2 separate regions of the Capra hircus genome follow, and region 2 is linked to region 1. A link is a contact called in public Hi-C data. All regions are on one chromosome and are shown on one strand. The core of a region is the stretch at or near the end of the contact, and the rest is flanking DNA. Distances in the headings are between cores, read along the strand shown.

Evidence for each region. Hi-C and Micro-C count contacts between places; a contact is called where the count stands out from the background.
Region 2: a Hi-C map of blood shows a contact between it and region 1, with 2.7 times the contacts expected there. The contact joins the promoter of FAM134A here to the enhancer-like site in region 1. A contact is called at or near these places in 3 of 5 Hi-C or Micro-C datasets (blood and liver).

Annotation. Positions count from the first base shown.
Region 1 is chr2:28,575,259-28,581,059 of ARS1.2, reverse strand. DNAJB2 (dnaJ homolog subfamily B member 2) reads left to right here. Exons shown (of 7, transcript XM_018059009.1): 6 at 98-168; 7 at 1,014-3,255. The coding sequence ends at 1,372. PTPRN (receptor-type tyrosine-protein phosphatase-like N) reads right to left here. Exons shown (of 23, transcript XM_018058998.1): 23 at 5,157-5,801. The coding sequence ends at 5,742. Among named protein-coding and RNA genes, the nearest start is that of MIR153, 6.5 kb to the right of the region's middle. Within about 2 kb of position 2,584, at least 5 of the 5 cell types and tissues checked have an H3K27ac peak or open chromatin away from gene starts, as enhancers often do.
Region 2 is chr2:28,680,767-28,686,567 of ARS1.2, reverse strand. It overlaps FAM134A (protein FAM134A), which reads left to right and starts at 3,374. Exons shown (of 9, transcript XM_018059231.1): 1 at 3,374-3,768; 2 at 4,058-4,164; 3 at 4,948-4,978; 4 at 5,428-5,475. CNPPD1 (protein CNPPD1) reads right to left here and starts at 2,535. Exons shown (of 9, transcript XM_018059248.1): 1 at 2,266-2,535; 2 at 1,927-2,014; 3 at 1,357-1,465; 4 at 729-810; 5 at 446-566; 6 at 232-360. The coding sequence starts at 1,995.

The DNA.
Region 1 (5,801 bases), core at 1,335-3,834:
AGAGCCCAGTATGTCTTGTCCAGTGCAGCACGGAACCCGGACAGACTCCCGCAGGATTCAGGCCGGCCTGCCCAGTGAACGATGCTGTCTCCCACAGGATTATGGAGAATGGGCAGGAACGGGTAGAAGTGGAGGAGGATGGGCAGCTGAAGTCCGTCACGATCAACGGTGAGGAAGGGCCCAGCCACCAATCCCTAGCAGGAAGCCCGGGGCCCCAGAGCCCCCTCCCCAACCTACTCCTCTCTGAACTCCCCTGGGCCAGGGAGGCCAGACTGGCAGGATCAGAGATGGTGATCTGGGGGAAGGGGTGGGGGTGCCGGGACACAGAATCATGGGTTCTCAGAGGGCCCGCTAGCCACCATTGTCATGAGTTGGGATGCCTGGAGTTTGCAGAGCACGTGACTAGTTTCAAAGCCCTTGCACACACACCACCATATCCCCAGTATTCTTACAAGAACCAGGGGAAAGCAGGGCAGTTTGCACTCGCCCTACATTTGATTTGCAGGGACGGACCCTGAGCATAGCTAAACGGTCCTAACTCCTGGGTAGCCCCACGCCCAGGGCTTTGACCTACTTAGTGAAGGGTGAAGCCAGGAATGATACTACAGGATGCAGGGTTCCTGGGGCTGACCTCTTCTTCCCACAATGCCACGCGGTACAGGATGGTCACCCTTTGGTGCCCGCTGACCCTGGGAGCTCTGTGTGCTAATAAGGACACTTCGTAAGCTGTCTTATTTAATCACTGGAACCATTTGACAGTGTAGGCACTCTTGTCATTCCCATTTTATGGATGAGGAAAGGGAGGCTTAGGGAGATTGAGTAATTTGTCCAAAGAGACAGCTTGTACTTGCTGAAGCTGAATAACTGGCCATGCTCATAACCATGTAGGTTTCAAAATGCATGCACCCCCACTTCCAAAGGAGGGGCTGAGAGTGGCTAGAGTGCATGAGGCCACCTGGCAGGCTTCCCGAGGCCTGGATCAAAGGGCCTCATGGTGGCCGTGACTCCTGCAGGTATCCCAGACGACCTGGCCCTGGGCTTGGAGCTGAGCCGTCGTGAGCAGCAGCAGTCTGTCACCTCCAGGTCAGGGGCCACGCAGGTCCGGCAGACCCCTGTGTCACGACCCCTCGATGGCAGCCTCTCTGAGGAGGATGAGGACCTGCAGCTTGCCATGGCCTACAGCCTGTCAGAGATGGAGGCATCTGGGAAGAAACCGGCAGGTGGGCGGGGGGCACAGCGACGACGGCAGGGGCAGCCCAAGACCCAGAACCACGATCCAGGCGTGCGGGAGCCCCATGAGGGTGCAAGGGGTGACACAGCCAAGCCCAGCCCCTCTCCGGAGGAGAAGGCCACTCGCTGCCTCATCCTCTGATCACCAGGCCCAGCCCACCCGATTCGGGGGGACTGGGAGTCCTGGTCAGAGAAGGGCATGGCCTGAGTTGCAGGAGCCCCTCTCCACCTCGGCGCTCCCTCCCCAGGTCCACCCCTCCCTCCAGTGTGGATTTGCTGTGCTCAGCCCACGGCTGATGGGTCCCTGGTGAAGTCCAGCGTGGGGGGACCTCAGGGCAGCGGGAGGGCCTGAGGAGCCAGGATGAACTTAATTCTTATTAGACGGGGAGTTTCTAAGGGGCATTAGTGGCTTGGGTTGGGCCTTTCATGCCCAGGCCTTCTGCCACCTGTGTTGCTGAATGATGTCAAGGAAGGAGGACTTGGCCTGAGGTTCTCTGAGCCAGAGTGGGCAGCCACAGCTCTCCTGGTCGGCTGCAGACACCCCCACCCCGGTTTCCGTGCGCAGTGTTGAGCTCTGATGTCTCTGTTGCTTCCCTCCTGGTGCTGCTTCTCCTCCCTCGCACTCTTCTCTCTGCAATTCCCCGCGGGCTACATCGCTTGCTTTCACTGCCTCCTGCCTGGCTGGGACTCCCTTCTTCCTTTTCCCCAGAAAGCCTCTTTGTGGCGAGGAAGATGCTGTGGCCCGTAGGGCCATAAGGTCTTCCGGGGAGGCTAGCTGGGTGGGGCGGGAGCCTCTCGGCCCGTCCAGATTCAGAACCGGAGCCTACTCCTCCTCCCTTCCTCTTGCTGCCTCAGCCTGCCCCCAGCCTCCGGACTAGCCAGAGGTGAGGCCGGCTAACCCTGGAGAGGGGGGATAGGGCCAGGGTGCCCCAGGAGGGAGGTCTAGGAGGGACCGCATCCCATCCTCCCGCACCATGCATCAGGGCTCAGGGAGAGGCCACAGGGCTAGCCCAGGGCTGCATGCTTAGCTCTGCCCTCCACGGCTTGCGGCTGATCCTCTCTCCTGTCACCCCACCCCCGCTCTCTCCCCAGATGTGTTCTGAGCTGGATGTCCGGGACCCAGAGTTGCTGCACAGTTCCAACAGGACAGCGCCCAACCCTGTGCACTGGGAGGGACCCTCCATCCCTCTCGCTCACCCGTGCTGAGCATAGAGCTGGGCCTGGGTGGTGGGCGGGGGCCGGGTGGGAGGTAGGCTTAGCCTGTAAATGCTTCCCAGGGTGTTTGGTGCTGTTTCCTGGGGACTACAAGTCCCAGAATGCAACGCACCTCGCCTCCTTTCTGTTAGATCATGCTTGGAGGAAGTGGTGCGCAGTTAACGGAGCTGTGCATCTTGGGATATGTAGTTCCAGCTCTGGTCGGCCTGTTAACTCGTCGTGAGATGGGGACATCTTGTCATTTGATTTGTCCCTGGCAGGGGTGGCAAGAATGTGGATGAAGGGGGAATGTGAGCTTCGTTTCCCCTGATACCTCTTGCTAGCGCTGGGGTTAGAGTGTACAAATCAAGGCCCCGAGGCATCTGGGAGAGGTTATTTTCCTGTGGGCAGTCCTGGGGTCTGAGAATGAGCCAGGGCGGATTGGCTGAGCAGGGCGTGGTCTCAAGAGGGCTGATGGGCATGGGCTGGTGAGAGCTTGGAAGGTGGAAGGCCACCCTAGCGCTCTGGGGTGTGTTGAGTGTGTGTGTGTGTGGCTGGAATCAGCGTGTGATGGGTGCTCCGGGCATGCCGCTGCTTGTATGGCTCCTTTGGCCTCTGACCCTGCTGCCCATTCTTTCTCTCCAACACCACAGAAACTGCCTCTCCTCCTCCCTCCCTGGGGAGCCCGGTGGCCGGGGAGGGAAGTGGTGGAGCTGGAGTGTTGCCAGCCCCTGTGCCATTGAGTCTCAGTGACCTATCAAAGCCAGCTGGGCTGAGCTCAGACCAAGAGGGAAACACTGGAAGTCAATAAAGCTGAGTTTCGAGAGCTTAGTGGTGTGCTGTGTCCTGTGTGCTTCCTTCCCGCCAGCCAACCCTGTGGGGCCAGCGGGTGACACACCTCCCTTTATTTCTCAGGCATCCAGAGGTCGCAAGCCTTCCCAGCTGACAGCAGAAGTCCCCTCTTTGACCAGGCGGCCCTCCCCTAATATGGTGTGGAATCCCAGGCTGTGCTCACATGCCTCACCTCTGGGGCCCCCCCCGGGCCCCCCCACCACCCCGCACTGGGCTTTCACAGGCAGCTATTGTTCTCCAAATGCAGGACCCCACCACCCAACTACTGCAGGGTCTGCAAGCACAGCTAGGACCAGAGCTGACTGGACTGAAACCTGAGGCCAACAGAAAGCCAGAAACGTGGTGAAACACCTCTAAAAACCTCCTCCTGAGGCCCAGAGACTAAGCACCACCTCCACAGGTCCTCTTAGCTTATGGCTAGCACCCAGGGTCAGAAGCCTGCCTCTCTCACATGGAGTAGCATAAGTCTGCCCCACGCAGGGTCCAGGGTCCAGGGAGGTGAAAACTAGGTACCTCTCCCATCCTGTCTCTTCAGACACCTGCAGAGAGGCCCTCCCAGCCACGGGACAAGCACTTTTCCATCATCTTGCAGGGCAGTGTGGTTCGCCTCCAACTCTCTCTTCCATTCGGGGGTAAGCACTGGGCTTCATCCTCAATAGCCAAAGGACCTATATTGTATTTTCCTCAAAACAAGGAAGCAGCATGCCCTGAAAGGAATTTCAAGCCTCCGTCTTGAGAGAGAGAGAGAGAGAATCTGTTGGAAGTTTCTGCCCACTTCCCGCCTTTACGATGACCAACAGTGGTGTTGAGCTGCAGCAGAGCACAGATGAGGGGTGGAGGGCCACAGGTCCACACACTGTCCCTTCATTCTCTGAGCAGGACAGGTGGTACTTGCCCATCTTTGATGTGGGGGCCTGAGCCTTGGGCTTCCCTGGAGACTCAGATGGTAAAGAATCTTGCCTGAAATGCAGGAGACACGGGTTTGATCCCTGGGTCAGGAAGATCCCCTGGAGAAGGAAATGGCAACCCACTCCAGTATTCTTGCCTGGAAAATCCCATGGACAGAGGAGCCTGGTGGGCTACAGTCCATGGGGGCGCAAAGAGCTGGAAAGGACTGAGTGACCAACACTTTCACTTTCTGAGCCTTGGCAAGGTGAGGTGGCCCTAATTAATTCCTGAGTAGCTCCAGGCTCAAGGCTCTTTTTGCCTCATTTCTATGTATACCACGGTTGTCCAAGGAACATGTGGATGGAGTCTCCTCAGGCCACACAGAGTGGGGGCATTCTGGGGGAATGGGGAGAAAGTGCCCTTTGCCCCCAGGTGAATGAATGTTGTGACATCTCACAGGCCTATCTGTGAGTCTTTACCAAAGTTTAGCTAATTCTGCTTAAGCTGTGGTGAGCACTTGGCCTGTATCACCTCATTTAGTCCTAACCTCCGTCCTGCGTGATGTATATTATTCCTGAGGCCAAAAGGTGCGAAGCTGCTGCCCTAGAACTAAGAGGGGATGCAGCAAAGAGGCTAAGCGTGCCTGTGTTGGAATCCCAATTCCACCACTTAACTAGTCGTGGTACCTCAGGCAAGTTCTGTGCAGTCTCTCTGTCTGTAAAATGGGGCTAATAATTGGTAGCATGTCCTGAAGATTAAACCAGTTAATGGTTATCAAGCACCTTGGAGGCTATCAGACATGTAGGAAGTACAGCATAAAAAACTACTGCCTGATTGTCATTTGCTTCCATGCAAGCCTTGGAGAGCCTGACTCCACCGCCCGGCTCTCCCGTTAATTGTCTGCATCTCCTGAAACGCAGCAGGGCCTGCTCCAGGCTGAGACTGGGGCTGAAGCTTGGAAGCAGAGCAGAGAAACGCATAGGAGGTCTGGGTTGCAGCTGCACACACGACACACTAACTTTATTCACATTGATACAAAAGTAGATTTTTCCAGAAATGTTCTCTTGTGCCAGGGGGAGCAAGTTGAGTGGCACGTGGCAGAAGGGTGGGGGGAGGGGGCGGGAGGGGGCAGGAGGGGCAAGGGCCACAGTGTGGGTCGTGGAGGCAGGACAGCGGGCAGCAGGGGCTAGGGGAGCAGGACGATCTGGGCATGGTGGCCCCTCTGCCCCATTCTAGCCACATTGGATGGCAGAGGGCATCCACACAGATATATTGGGAGCATCTAGAGTGGCAGGAAATGGGGGTCAGGGAACTTGGACAGGAGGAGATTGTGGGTAGAATTTGGTGCCCATGACTTTCCTCTCCTGACCGGCTGCCAGCTCCCCCAGGGGACACCGGGGGTTCCTGTATGCCCCATCTTGCTTCCCCTTCCTTACACGCTCCTCTTGGAAGGGCTGGACATGCCCAGGAGGGGCTGAGTTGGCGGGTGTGGCAGTGAGAGCGAGTGCACAGATAGATGCTCACGCAGGCAAGGAGGGGGTGGAGGCTGGGCTGCCCACCGAGGGGCCCCAGGGGTCTCACTGGGGCAAGGCCTTGAGGATGGCATTTACCTCCTCCGCCACAGCTGTCAGGGCAAA
Region 2 (5,801 bases), core at 2,125-4,624, 100 kb before region 1:
GACTGACAATGGGAGGTCTCCACTTCTGACTTCACCATGCCAGGAACCTCCAAAGACTGCGCTTATTCCAGAAAAGCTAGAGGGCAAGATGCTAATAAGGGAAGACATAAAGAGGACAAACAGAAAGATAAATGAAGAGACCATAGGAAGCTGGGAGATAAAAAAACAAAGGATGAAAAGAACATAAAAACAGGTCAGGAAAACAGAGCAAGAGAGAGAAGAGCTATTCACCATGGCACTCAGGAAGCCCCTCTCCAGGGCATTGAGAGTGGGCACGGCCACACCCCCAGCAGCTCCCCATTCATCATTGAAGACCTCTTCCTCCTCCCCTTCATCATAGAGGTACTTACTGGCCACCATCTGCAGAGGAACCAGAGGTGGTATCAGGAGAGCTCACACCTGGCTCCGGGCTTACCAGGGAGATGAAGGGAAGGGGGCATCTTACCATGGAGATCAGGAACAAGTCAGAGGATGACACATGCTGTAGGTAGTCCGGGTTTCTATGCCGGAGCCGCTCAATGTATACCAGAGCCAGCATCATAGCACACGGAGAGATGCAAGCCTCTCTGGGTATCAGAAAGCATTAGGAATTAAACGCAAGGATCTTTCGGTTCTTGTAACTTATGATGCTCATCCCTGTATCTTTACTAGTTCTCTTTAGAGATAACTGTTCCCCTCTCTTTAGAGCCCAAACACTCTCACTCTGTATCTCTCAATTGTGAACTCACCGGGACACGTGGGCTACATATTTCTTCTGGAGCCGGCGAATAGGACTGGGGGCTGCCTTCTGCAGGAGTTCCACAGCAATATCTGCAGAGGCAGAAGGATAACAAGAGTGAGCAAACAACTCCCCCACAGCTGGGCCCACTGCTATCAGCAGAAGACCCAGATCTACATTATCTGAGGTCTTGGAGACAGGACCACAGTAACAAAGCAGAGATCCTATTCTCCCACGCTGAAACAAAAGGCTTATTCCAAATTTGAATTCCAGCTCCTTCCAGCAGGAAGGCATATTTCCCTGTCACCTGCAATTACCTAGAAGCGACCTTCACTCTAGCTCATTTGAGAAGATAAACATGTCTTGTTGATGGGGGAAATATACGATAGATATGCTTGGAAAATTAAAAGTTTCTAGTATATAGATCAAGAATAATACAAATTTGTAAGGCAGCAATATTTCCTACTCATCTGGATTTAAGGAAAAAATGAAATACAAACCTAGTTCTTACACCTGTCAAACATACTAGCTACCAAGAGGCAGTGTAGTTCACAGGCTACACCTAGAGTCACTTTGATGACAGCTGACAACCCCACTTTCAGGCTTCTCACTAGTCCGGTCGTACAACACTGTCTAACCTGCCACGGGGCTGGAGAGCTCCTCCAGGGTACAGTCGGTTTCCCAGTCCCAGCCATAGTAGAGTCTTCTTCGGATCCGGGCACTCAGCTTCTGGTGTCCTGGGAGGAACTGAAACAGGGCAGGAGGTGGGTGGAGGGTGAAGGGCAGGAAGGGTATGCTGAAGATCCTGGCTCCTGGCTGGAAGGGGGCTACGGGGCGGCAGGCCTGCCTCAGGGCTAGTGGGGCCCGTGCCCCACCCAGCCCCGCATTCTCTGGATTGTTTGCTAGTGGCTCTCTGTCCACAGGGGGTGGAGTCCTCCTCACCGAGGGCTCTGGAGGAGAAGTTCTCCAAGAAGGGGCCGGGCTGGTTACCTCCTACCCCATTCCTGTACCCCGCGGCTCTCCCCATGGGCCCAAGGAGCCAGGGCCTCGAGTAGGCACGGGTCGAGCGACTACCGCCTAGTTTCCCAGCAGAGCCATCAGGCGAGCTCGCAGCCCCGCTCGGGCTCCGGTGAGGGGCGCGGAGGGAGTGCCCGCGGTCGCGGCTCCAAGCGCTGGGAGGCTAGGGAGGCGGCGGGCCGCGAGCTCACCGTGAAGTCCTGGAAGCCGGTAAGGGAGAAGGTGCCTTCTTCGTCCAGCAGGAGCCCGGCCAGGTCCATCGCGCCGCCAGCCACTGTCCTACGAAGGGAAGGGAACGAGTTCTAAAGGGGCCGCGGAGCCGTCCCTGCCCGCCTGCCCACCTGTCCGCCGGGCTCCCTCCCGCGGGCCGCCGCCCTTGCCGGTGCAGCCCCCTCCCCTCGCGCCAGCCGCGGCAGGCGGGGCCGGGCAGCAGAGCCTCTTCCTGTTCCGCTCCGGGCGGGGCTCCCGGCTCCGGGTTCTGGGCTCCCGACTCGGGGCGTGGAGCTCCAGGGCCCGGGCGCCCACCTCACCGAGTAGAGAGGAGTCCTGGCTTCGAGGCGCGTGCTGTGCCTTTGCCGCGCCGCGCGTCTGCCCGGTGTTTACAAGCCGCGGGGGCGTCGCGGGCTAAGTCAGCGCCGGGCACTTCCTGCGGCCAGTTGGGCCGAGCCGCCGGCTTCGACCGCTGGGAAGGAGCTGGGCTAGAATTCCTGATATCGCTGAGCCCCAGCGTGTCTGAGAAATTGGGACAATTCCTAGGGGACCGTGGCACACTTGAGGACGAGCGAGCCCGGCTGACCTTTTCGTGCCGGTGTAGATATAAATGTAAATAAAGACTCGGGACAGGGAGTTGCTCGCAATTGTTTTCTTTTAAAGGGGAGATGTATGCACACACAGAACATTATACACTTAAAAAATAAAATCAGCAAGAGTACAAAAATTTTAACTGGTGAATTGTGTACAAAGTAGCAAGGGCACTGATTTTTGGCTATATATTTTGTAGGATTATTGCCGAGATTAAATGTTCTTGAGGGAACACGATAACACCACGCTTGTTACGTTGGAAACCTCAATAAGTGGTGTTAACGCCCCCGCCAAGAGTAAATAGCACCTAAACAGAGTTTTAGACTTCGAGACCCCAATAGCTCGCTTAAGGTATTGGAAGGAGTTCCGATGCGTGAAAGGAGGGAGAGTTTACAGAAAGTTGAGACGGAAACAACTTTTCTGTTTTTGAGCCGATCGAGTCACGCGCTGGTGTTTATTTGCTGAGAGGGAACTGGGAGGACCAGTGCGTCGAGGGTTGAGTAAAGGGACGGCCGCCGTCCTAACCAGAGCAGAAAGATCCCACGGGGGCATCTGAAAGCTGACTTCCTGCCGCTTCGGGCTGCCTCACACCAGGAATCCAGGCCAGGACCGGCCTCCCTAGCCGCCCTGCCCACACAGGGGGAAGAAAACTGGCTGGAGTGGGCAAAAGCGGAGATACAGCCCCTCTGTCAGGAAGAGGGAGACACCGCCCAGCGCCGCCAAGACACACACCTGCGTAGGAGCAGGGTCAGCGGCAACCCCCTGCGCGCAGGCGCCGGTCACCCTATCCGGGCGGTTAGGGCACATCACGTGCCGGGCTCGTCGCTCCGCCGTCACGTGACGCCCGTCCGCGGCCTGGGCGGCCCTCTCCGCGGTGTGCGCCCCCTTCCGCCTGACGCGCCCCAGGCGGCGGCCGCGCAGCCCTGGCTCCTCGCGGGCTCGGGCGGCGGCTGCGGCGGGGCTATGGCGAGTGGCGGTGGCGCCGGCAACACCGGCACTGGTGGGGGCCCGGGGCTGGGCCTGACCCTGGGCCTGGGCCTCGGCATGGGTGAGGCCACCGGCGAGGCGGAGGAGGAGGCGGCCACGGCCGAGGCGGTGGGACGCCTCGCCACGACGCTGTGGCTGCGGCTCCGCGGCTGGGAGGCGGTGTTGGCCGCAGCGCAGCGGCTGCTGGTGTGGGAGAAGCCGCTGCACAGCCTAGTCACGGCGGCCGCGCTCAACGGCCTCTTCTGGTAACGGCCGGGGAGGAGGGGGCGGGGCCGGGCAGCGCGCGAGAGCGGGGGCGGGCGAGCCCGGAGTACCGTTCCCCTTTCTGGGGAAGACGCTTGTCCTGGAGGGCTGGTCCACCTCCTGCTGTTTAAAGATCGTTGTCAGCCTGGGTTGCCCCTTTCCTCTGTCTTCTGGTGTCGAATTCGGCCTGAAGGTTCCCATTCCCCGATCAGTGGGCTCTTTTCGGCCTTTCGCGATGGGTGTAGGAGCCTCTCTCACCCACTCACCGCTGAGTGCCTGTCTCTCCCGAAGGTTGCTGTCTTCGTCCTCCCTACGGCCCTTCTTCCTACTCAGCATCTCACTTTTGGCCTATTTTCTGCTGGATTTGTGGCAGCCTCGCTTCCTCCCTGACATCTCTGGTGAGTGTGACTTCATTCAGCAAGCCCCAGTGAGCACTTGTTTTGTGCCTGACCCACCCGGCTTCGGTTGAATGGTGAGACACATGTACCGCAGGCCACCTGCCTCCCAAAGCATGACTGCTTTCTTCCCCAGATGGGAAATAAATTTCCCCTTTCTCAAAATTCATGTTATTGTGTGGTTGTTCAGTCGCTAAATCGTGTCTGATTCTTATCCATTGAGTGGTGATGCTGTCTAACCATCCCATCCTCTGCCGCCCTCTTCTCCTCCTGACTTCAGTCTTTATTGTGTGTAGTAGTAGTAAAGATTGTGGACTCCACATCCACATTGCCTGGGTTCCATTGCCTGCTTCCCGTTTACCCTGTACGTGACCTTATAAAAGTCACTCGATCTCCAGTTTCATAAGGAGGAGGATATTCTTGAATTTATAAATACACTTCATATGCTTATTGTAGAACTTCACATATGGTGGGAATATTAGTTCTTACCAGGGTTTTCTTGTCCACATGTTTACTTAATAGACAGTTTAGAGAACTGGGTGCCAGGTTTGTGAGCTGTTTGGGGTGTATGTACATGTGAATGTGAATAAGATGGGGTTCCTATTGTTGAAAAGGGTAAAGCCTGAGGAAGGAGACATACAAACAACATAACAATGTAATACTTCCTGCAAATGGCATTTGGAGAAAGCACTTTGGGACTGCAGAGGAAGGGCAACTGTTTCTGGCTTGGGGAGTATTTCCCAGAGCTCTGCCCCTCAGTAATTTGTCTCCCTTCCCTCTCTATAGCATCATCCCCGGAGGAGCCACACTCTGACAGGTGAGTGCAGACCACCCCTTGAAGAACAGACAAATGTCCAAACCCTGTCTTGCTTTGGTGCCAGTGTCACCGCCACGGTGCAGAGCAATACGGAGTTTCTGCAGGCACAGCCCTCAGCATAGTGGATGCACTGTAGCAAGCTTGGTCCCGGGTTCTTGTGTAGGTGTTTGTGTGCCTGCTGTTTTCAGGGCAAAGGGTTGGGAGCCCCGGGCTTTATTTCCCAGGTCCCAGACAGCCTCCCTTTGGGAGGCAGGGTTGTCCACTTTCTTAGAGTACAGAGCTCATGGGCATTCTCAGAGGGATTTGAGTGCCTAGGAAGCTGGTGTCTGAGGCCTCCAGGGGTCATATCATGTCTCCCCAGTGAGGGTGCGGGGTCAGGAGCCCGGCCGCACCTGCTGAGTGTGCCCGAGTTGTGCAGATACCTGGCTGAGAGCTGGCTCACCTTCCAGATTCATCTGCAGGAGCTGCTGCAGTACAAGAGGCAGAATCCAGCTCAGGTAACCTCCCCCTCATCACACAACAGTGCTCTACCCGGTGGAGAAATGGAGGTGGGGATGGGGAGGAGTGACTCAAACTCCTTGACTGGAGATGAAGGATAAGGCCTGGGGCCTTCTTGAGGCAAAATTTACTGCTAGTAGCCTGATACAAGAGGCAGAGTAAGCTTTTGGTGTCCTGACACTATTTCTTGCCAAGAGAGACCAAGTTTGAATTATAGGTGTTTGGCTAATGTCAGTTGCAAACTTCCTGAATCGATGATCCTGGACATCCTCTTGACTAAACTGGATCACTGCGTTCTTAGAGGACATGCCCTTCCTTCCACCAG